Regions from separate parts of the Sus scrofa genome. Here region 2 is linked to region 1. A link is a contact called in public promoter capture Hi-C data. All regions are on one chromosome and are shown on one strand. The core of a region is the stretch at or near the end of the contact, and the rest is flanking DNA. Distances in the headings are between cores, read along the strand shown.

Region 1 (4,050 bases), core at 1,262-3,761:
TGTTTTTTTTTTTTTTCTTTTTTGACCACTCCTTGGCATATAGAATTCCAGGGCCAGAGATCTCATCTGGGCAGCAGCTGTGGGAATACCAGATCCTTTAACCCCCCATGCTGGGCCGGTGATGGAACCTGCCTCCTGGCACTGCAGAGATGCCACAGATCCTGTTGCACCACAGCAGGAACTCTGTGATTGGATGGTGATTATGGAAATTCACATCCTAATGGAGCCTCTTCCCTCCACCTTCATCCCTGAGTGACTTCACCCCAGAACTCCCCTAACTCACCAACACTAGACAGGCAGCATGAGCAACAAACAGAACCTTTTGTTGTAAGCCAACAGAACTTGGGTGTTACTTGTTACGGCAGTATAGCTTATCCGAGCCTGGCTGACAGAGAAGCTTTGAACTTCTACGGAGATCCAGAAGAGATGGAGAAGGAAGAGCAGCCACTGCCAAAAAGGAATGTCCAGATAAATGAGTTGCTCCACCTCCTGAATTCAATGCACTCAGCCCGAGGTTGCAGATAGTTCTGAAAGCAGGCAAGTGCCCTCCATTCTTTTTTGGCAGCTCACACTGGAGACTCAATGGCCTCACCTGTTTCTGAAATTGCTTTGCAGCCCCATGGTCGAGGCCCTCACATAGGAAACCACCGCCACTGAGTGGTCTTACGCCATCCTTCCCAAGGCTCTTAAAATGCATAAATAAGGTGGACAGAAGAAAAAAAAATTTTTTTTCCAGCCATGCCCATGGCATGTGGAAGTTCCATGGCAAGGGATCAAATCAGAGCTGCAGCTACCACCTATGCCACAGCTGCAGTAATGCCAGATACTTAACCCACTGTGCCACAGCAGGAACTCCAAACAGTATTTTTGTGTGTACGAATGAAAAGAGGCTCTATACCCTGAGTTCATTCATATCTGAGAAAGTCTGACTGTTGTCTTTTTTTTTATTTTAATTTTTAAATTTTGATTTATTTATTTATTTTGCTTTTTAGGGCCGCACCCACAGCACACGGAGGTTCCCAGGCTAGGGATCAAATTTGAGCCACAGCCACCGGCCTACACCACAGCTCATGGCAACGCTGGATCCTTAACCCACTGAGCAAGGCCAGGGATTAACCCACAACCTCATGGTTCCCAGTTGGATTCTTTTCTGCTGTGCCACGACAAGAACTCAGTCTTTACATTTTAATGTCAACATAGCTGGATTATAGTATTTTCAACCCCTGTTTTAAGTATACATAAATATCTGCTTATGGCAAAAATGTGAACCTGGAGAGCAGGTTATAAGTGAAAAGTAAACATTTTCCCCCATCTCTGTATGCAGTTTCACTCTGCCATCTCCCCACCCACCCGGTTGTGGGCACAGGCACAGCACCTGGCACTGAGGAGCTCTAAACAGTGTAAGAAATGGTCTTGACTTTCAAGAGTCTTCTTCTTCTTCTTTTTTTTTTTTTTTTTGCTTTTTAGGGCCGAACCCTTGGCACATGGAGGTTCCCAGGCTAGGGGTCTAATCAGAACTACAGCTGCTGGCCTACGTCACAGCTACAGCCACAGCCACAGCAGATCCAAGCCACGCCAGCGACCTACACCACAGCTCACAGCAATGCCAGATCCTTAACCCACTGAGCAAGGCCAGGGATTGAATCCACAGCCTCATGGTTCCTAGTGGGATTCGTTTCCACTGCGCCACTATGGGAGCTCCTCAACAGGCTTCTTTTCACGTCTTAGCTAATAAGTGGGGCCAATAGTGCTTATGTTCGGACTGAAGCAAGCTGGATGGGAGTTGTGTTGATCTGGTGAGTACATGTCTTATCCATAAGAGGCAGCCACTGTTCAGCTTCAGCTATTTCTTGCTCAAGGAAGGCAGACTCACTGTTGCTAGATTTCAAGATTCCAAGTGAAAGCTGAAATGTGTTGTTGCTATGCCAAACTTAACACAAGCATGGGCTGGATTTGATCAGTTTGTGGATGCTGCAGTTGTTCTGAGGATGGGCTATGAAATCTTGGATTTTGAATCTTAGCTCTCTCTATGTACAACTCATCCATTCCCAGTTTCCTCATCTATGACATGGGATTCTCGCTCATAGGGGTCTTATGAGGATCAAATGATGTGCTAAAAGCATGTAATGTATGAGATGGATTTTTTTTTTTTTTCTTTTTACAGCCACACCCGTGGCATATGGAAGTTCCCAGGCTAGGGGTCAAATCGGAGCTACAGCTGCTGACCTACACTACAGCCACAGCAACTTGGGACCCTAGCCGCGGCTGCGACCTATACCACAGCTCATGGCAACATAGGATCCTTAACCCACCGAGTGAGGCTAAGGATTGAACCTGCGTCCTCGTGGATACTAGTACAGTGTGTTATCTCTGAGCCACCATGGGAACTCTGAGATGGACTCTTCATAAAGTTTATAATCTAGGCGAAGAGTCAAATGAATCTCAGATGGGAATTATGCTCAAGAAGGTTTTACTGAGACTGTTGTATTTAAACAGAGACCAGAAGGATGAATAGCTAATGGGGTGCAGCAGCGGGCCAGGTGGAGGGGAAGGGCCTAACAGGCAGAGGGAACAGCCCCAGAGAGATCCCTGAGGCAATCATGCAAGCCAAAAAGAAAGCAGTGAGGATGTAAAGGAGACAATCTCCTGGGAGCCAAGATTTCCTAACTGATAAAGTGTGAGCTAGAGGGAGCCTCAGTTCAGCCTGAGGCAGGTCCCAGCAAATTTAGGACTTCAAGTCACACTGGTCAGCGTTAACTTCCTTGACAGTAAAACCACACCCACCAAGTCTTCCGCCAGGCCCTCTAACCCTCTACTTTCCGACACAGAAGAGAGGGCAGAGCACCGCAGTCTGTCTGCCTTGGGGTCAAAGTGAGTAATTTTCCAGGCAGAGGAGGAAGATTAAGAAGGCAGGTAAGAAAGCACAGAGGTAGGAAGCGGTCCCACCTGCTTGGGTGGCTGAGGTGTTCTGGGCGCGGGTAGGGGCGAAAGGTGGGCAGGGGCTCCAAGACTGGCTGGAGATGGGCCTGGGCAATTTGAGCGCCCACAACTTCAGGTTGGGGAATCTGGACAGTTCGCAGGACCTCAGTCAAATGGAGAATGGGCGCCCCCTGGGAGCAGTACTCGGTAGTGGACACAGGAGGACCCAGATGAGGAGGGGCCTGGGAGGAGGGGGTGCGGCTCAAGATGGGGTAGACAGCCTGCCACAGTTGTCTTCTCACAGGCGCTAACTCCTTCGGGTATGATGAATTCCTGGGATCCCAGAACAGCTGGGCTGGAAGGGACCTCGAAAAGGGAATTGCCAACACATGCCCCGTACCAGGCCCTGAGCCCGGCCTTTTCGTGAACATTGTCTTAACACTTCTAACTCCACTTTGAGGTAGGTATCATTATCCCCACTTTTCAGATGAGAAAAATAGAGGTTTGGTGACTTCCCAAGGAGGGGCGGGGATTTTGTACGACTCCAGAGCCCTTTCCCTGGAGCTCTCACGACTTGGAAGATGCCGATTCTCTGAGGTTTGAGGGAACAAGCATCGGGTGTGAGGCGCGGAAGCTTTCCAGGGGACAACAGCGTGACGGTACTTTGGAAAAGAACCACGCCTCTCTGGTCGCGACAATACTTATTACTGTTGCTTTCCTTTAAGAGCTTCCCCTGAAAGATGAAGTCCTCACCATACGGGGAGGCGGATATTATATATTCCTGGATCGCCAGGACGTCTTTCTCCCTCACTCGCATTGATCCCCACTGGTGACATAAATTACCCTCCCTAATAGCGAGTGAAGGCACCAGACTACATTTCCCGACAGGCCATTCGAAAGGGGGTGGTGGGGAGAGTAGGAAGAGGAGGAAAAGAGACTCTCCGTTTCCGTCGGCTCTCAATTTGGCGTGTCCGCGGTGATGCAAATTTCAGCAGCCCACGTTCTGTCTCTGTAAAGCTAAGGGACTACGTCCCCCAGCAGGCATGGGCACAGAGAGCGATGGGCTTCCATCTTGATTGTAGTCCTTTCCCCCGTTTTCTCAGGGAGTAGCCTTGGGGCGTGGACTACAAG
Region 2 (3,889 bases), core at 932-3,431, 88 kb before region 1:
TAGAACTAACTGAAAGGGAAATGCAAAGGAAAAGATAACTCCTGGAGACCACCTGACCCAAGCCTGCCTGGGCTCATATTCTCCCCCAACCCTCCCCCAGCCTGTGATACACCCCAGGTATCAGACTGTCCATTTTACAGATTAAGAAACTGACACCCAGGGAGATTTCTCCAAGGTCACAGGGCTACAAAGTTGCAGAGCTAAGACCAGAAACGCAAGATTCTGTGTCTAGCTGGTCCCAGCCTCCAAGAGAGGGAGATGACCTTGAGAGTCATGTGAGACTCCAGAAAGTGGGCAGCTGGGGAGAACACAGAGCCTGCTAGCCACGGGAACACAAAAGGAGAAATTCCTGGGACCAGGAGGCTTTCCCGGGCGGCAGTGGCAAAAGGAAGGGTTGGATCCTGACGATCTGCATCTATGAACTCAAAACAGCACTCCCCACTGAAGCCTTCCGCTCTCACTCCCATCCTGCACCCCATCTTCTGACACATTTTCTCCTCTTCTCGCTGCCCTATTTTATTACTAACACAGAACAGCTGCTCAATAAATGTAGAATGAACAAAAGATGAATGAGATGCCTCTTGCTCCCACAAAACCTGTTTGGTCCAATCCCTTTAGAGGGGATGGCAGCAAGGGAGCAGGAGTTTAGAGGGAAAACACAGCCAGCTGTCACTCCAAAAAAGGATGATCTGATACCAGAATACGGGAAGGGGCCAAAGGAGCTAAGCACTAGGAGGGGACCCTCCCACAACGTCTAAACCCTTAAGAGAGTCCCTGGGCTCCACATGGCCATGTGGGGTAGGCACTGTGTGTCTGGGGGCAGTGGTGCAAGGACTCAGGAGGAGGCAGCTGGGTGGTAACCAGAGTGAGGCAGGAGCCAGCAGAACCCTGCCACATAACAGGAGGAGATGGGAGTTAAGATTTTAGGAAGTAAATGAATTGCTTCATCTCTGCAGCTCCTTACGTTGTGAGAACCCCCACTCCCAGCCCTAAACGTCTTTGGGGACATGGAAGCAGGGACCTCTGCCAAGCTGGGCGGCTGCCCCCGCTATGTTTGCTGAGGACAGGTAAGAGCTTGTGTACCTTGATCGTCTGGAAAATTCAAACTCAGCGGTCCAGTGTAGAAGGGAACGGGTTAATGACAGGGCCGACATGGAGTATGAAAGTGGGGAGAAGGAGCGAGGCAAGAAGTGCTGGGGCCTGCACCGGCCTCTCCTCGGACCTCAGGCCAGTCCCACGGCGGAGGGAGGGCGAGCGAGAAAAAAGGAGAGGAGGAAGGCTGCTTTCCAGAGAGGTGTGGAGAGCGGCCCAGGGTGACCCTGACATGGAGGCAGCTGCGGGAATGCAGCCGCCCTGGCCTCGGCCCCCCCGCGCCCGCACCGGCCGGGACCCTGGACTTCTGCTCCAGCCGGTGCCCGCGACCCTCCTTCCGGCGCCCAAGCCCCAGCCCCCGCCCGGCATCCTCCCCTCCCCTCCCCCGCCCAGGGCACCCAGGATTCCCGGCTCGCCCGCGGCGCCCCAGCCCCCGGCCCGGGCGGCCGAATTCCCTCTTCCCAGAATCCTCACGCCCTCCCCTCCCCCACAGCCAGACCCTCGCGCTCTTCCCAGAATCCTCGGCCCTCGCGGCCCCTGCCCGGCCCCCACCCCTGCCTCGGGCGGCCCGGGGGCGGGGGAGGGGGCTCAGGCCCGGGCCCGCCCCGCCTCCCGCGCCCCATTGTTCCCCGGCGGCCGTCCCGGGCCCTGCGGGCCACCCCCCGGGAACCCTGGCGTCCCCAACTCACGGCTCTGGGGTCTGGGAGAGGCCGCAAGGCAAAATCCAGCCCCAGGGGACTTAACCCCTTGAATGCCCTGCCTTGGGGGGCGGGCTAGATGCCGAGGACTCTGGGGTCCTTCTCAAGGGGTGATCCCAGGCTGAGGACCCGGGGACCAGTTCAGGGTGACTGGGACGGAGCAGGAAGTGACCCCAGCTTCCCGGGCCCCTCTAGCCTGGAGTCAGAGCATCAGCTCTATGGGATTTAACCCTTTGGCTCCCACAGCTTGGGAAAAAAAAGAGTACGGGGAAGCGGGGAGGTAGCCGAGACGACGCCCCTCTCTCCGTCTCCAGTGGGAGCTGGTTCTGGGGGAAACCCAGACGCCAGTGAGGGGCTCCAGATTTCTGGCCACCTACTACCATCTCACAGGGGCTCCGCCTGCCGCTCCCGGAAAGCCCTATCTCTGATTTGGTGGCTGCTGTTCCCCCGGGGCCTGCCTTTGTTGGGACTCAGACCCAGGGTTGGGGCTTGGAAGCCCCCGGGGTTGTGGGGTGGGAGCAGGGGCTGGCACGACACACCCAGAGCAGGAGCATCCTACAGACTGAAAAATGGCTTCGATGAAGTGAGAAGTGACAGCAACAAGAATTTGGGCTGAAGGGACCAGCACAACCAATGAGACATTTGTGGCAGCCTGTGCCTCTGGCCCCAGCCTCACGGAGGGTGTTGGCGGCCCCTCATCCTCAAACAGGTCCCCTGAGAGGGGGAAACCAAGGCCCTAGGGGTGGCAGGAGGGAGGAGAGCCAGACCTTCTCCCCGTAGCTCTGAAGGCACCCTGCTCAGAGCAGAAGAAACCTCTTGAAAACCTGGGGGAAATGTAGGAACCTCCCAAGGTCCAGGTTATCTGGGCTTCGGATTTTTACAGCCGTTATGTCTTTCCTTCCTCTACACAAGCCGTGATTGTCCCCATTTCACAGAAGAGGGAAAAAAAGGTGTGAGAAGTGAGGCAGTGGCTTCAGGCCCTGCCATCCTTACTTAAATGTAACACATTGGTGTATGGAAAGCCTTTTATTATACGGCAATGTGGGGACACCTCAAAGTGAAACATCAGACTTTCTGCCCTCAAGAACTCAAGAGGTTTGGTGTGTGTGTGAGAGAAACACAAAGGAATTATAGGAAAGCGTCAAAAGGGCTAAATGTCCAGAGATATGAGGGAGCAAGAGAAGGAACAAACCCTGAGGGAAAGGTAAAGGGGACACAGCTCCTCTGGGCCTGCATCTGGGCTTTGGAGCTGTGGGCTTGGCCTCTGCTCCCTTATCAGCACTGTCTCCTTCTTGAGGCCTATCACCATCTAATCCCTGGCTCCCATCACTGTTGACAACTCCCTCTCACCTTAGGGCCTCTGGCTTCCCCTTGTTCTCCTCCCCCCCTTGTTCTAGAAGCAGCCACCTGCATTACCTGGACACAATTTGACTCTCCTGCACACACAGGCATGCAGGTCAGCTCCACCAGGGCAGGGGCTTGGCCGTGCCTAGAACAGGGACTGGAAGGGAGCAGGTGCTCAGTGTGTGGAACAAAGCTGTCCTGCCTCAGGTGTTTCTAGATTAAGCCCTGAGGCCCCAGGAGATGGGACAAAGTTGGGCAAAGGCACCACTGCTGGGCTCCAACTACACAATCACATTTGCCCACAGACCCCACCCCACCCAAGACACAGGTGAGGACGAGGCCAACTGGGGATCAGAGAGGCTTATGGGCACATCCTGAAACCCTCTCTTGCTCTCCCAGGGCTACAGAAAGCTGATCTGGACCTGGGTCAAGGAACAGTGAAAGGTGAATTTGGCCTACAAGGCTTGGGGGGCTTCTTTAAACTGAGTTAATTTGCCACATTTAAAAATCAGTACAAGGAGTCCCAGTCGTGGCTCAGTGGCTAACAAACCCGACAAGTGTCCATGAGAACACAGGTTCAATCTCTGGCCTTGCTAAGTGGGTTGAGGATCCAGCATTGCCATGAGCTGTGGTGTGGGTCACAGACACAGCTCAGATCTGGTGCTGCTGTGGCCTGGCAGCCATGGCTCCAATTCAACCTTTGGCGTGGGAACCTCCATATGCTACCCATATGGCTGTAGAAAAGACCAAAAAAA

What was found. Promoter capture Hi-C pulls out the DNA fragments that hold promoters and counts their contacts.
Region 2: a contact with region 1 is called in a promoter capture Hi-C map of liver, with 6 times the contacts expected there. The contact joins the promoter of ZNF629 here to the promoter of FBXL19 in region 1. A contact is called at or near these places in 3 of 5 promoter capture datasets (fetal liver, fetal skeletal muscle and liver), 1 of 47 Hi-C or Micro-C datasets (epiblast stem cells) and 2 of 2 datasets of contacts at active chromatin or transcription factors (alveolar macrophages and skeletal muscle).

The regions. Positions count from the first base shown.
Region 1 is chr3:17,520,220-17,524,269 of Sscrofa11.1, reverse strand. FBXL19 (F-box/LRR-repeat protein 19) reads left to right here and starts at 2,511. Exons shown (of 12, transcript XM_013987711.2): 1 at 2,511-2,913; 2 at 3,224-3,379.
Region 2 is chr3:17,608,392-17,612,280 of Sscrofa11.1, reverse strand. It overlaps ZNF629 (zinc finger protein 629), which reads right to left and starts at 2,181. Exons shown (of 3, transcript XM_005653002.3): 1 at 1,782-2,181.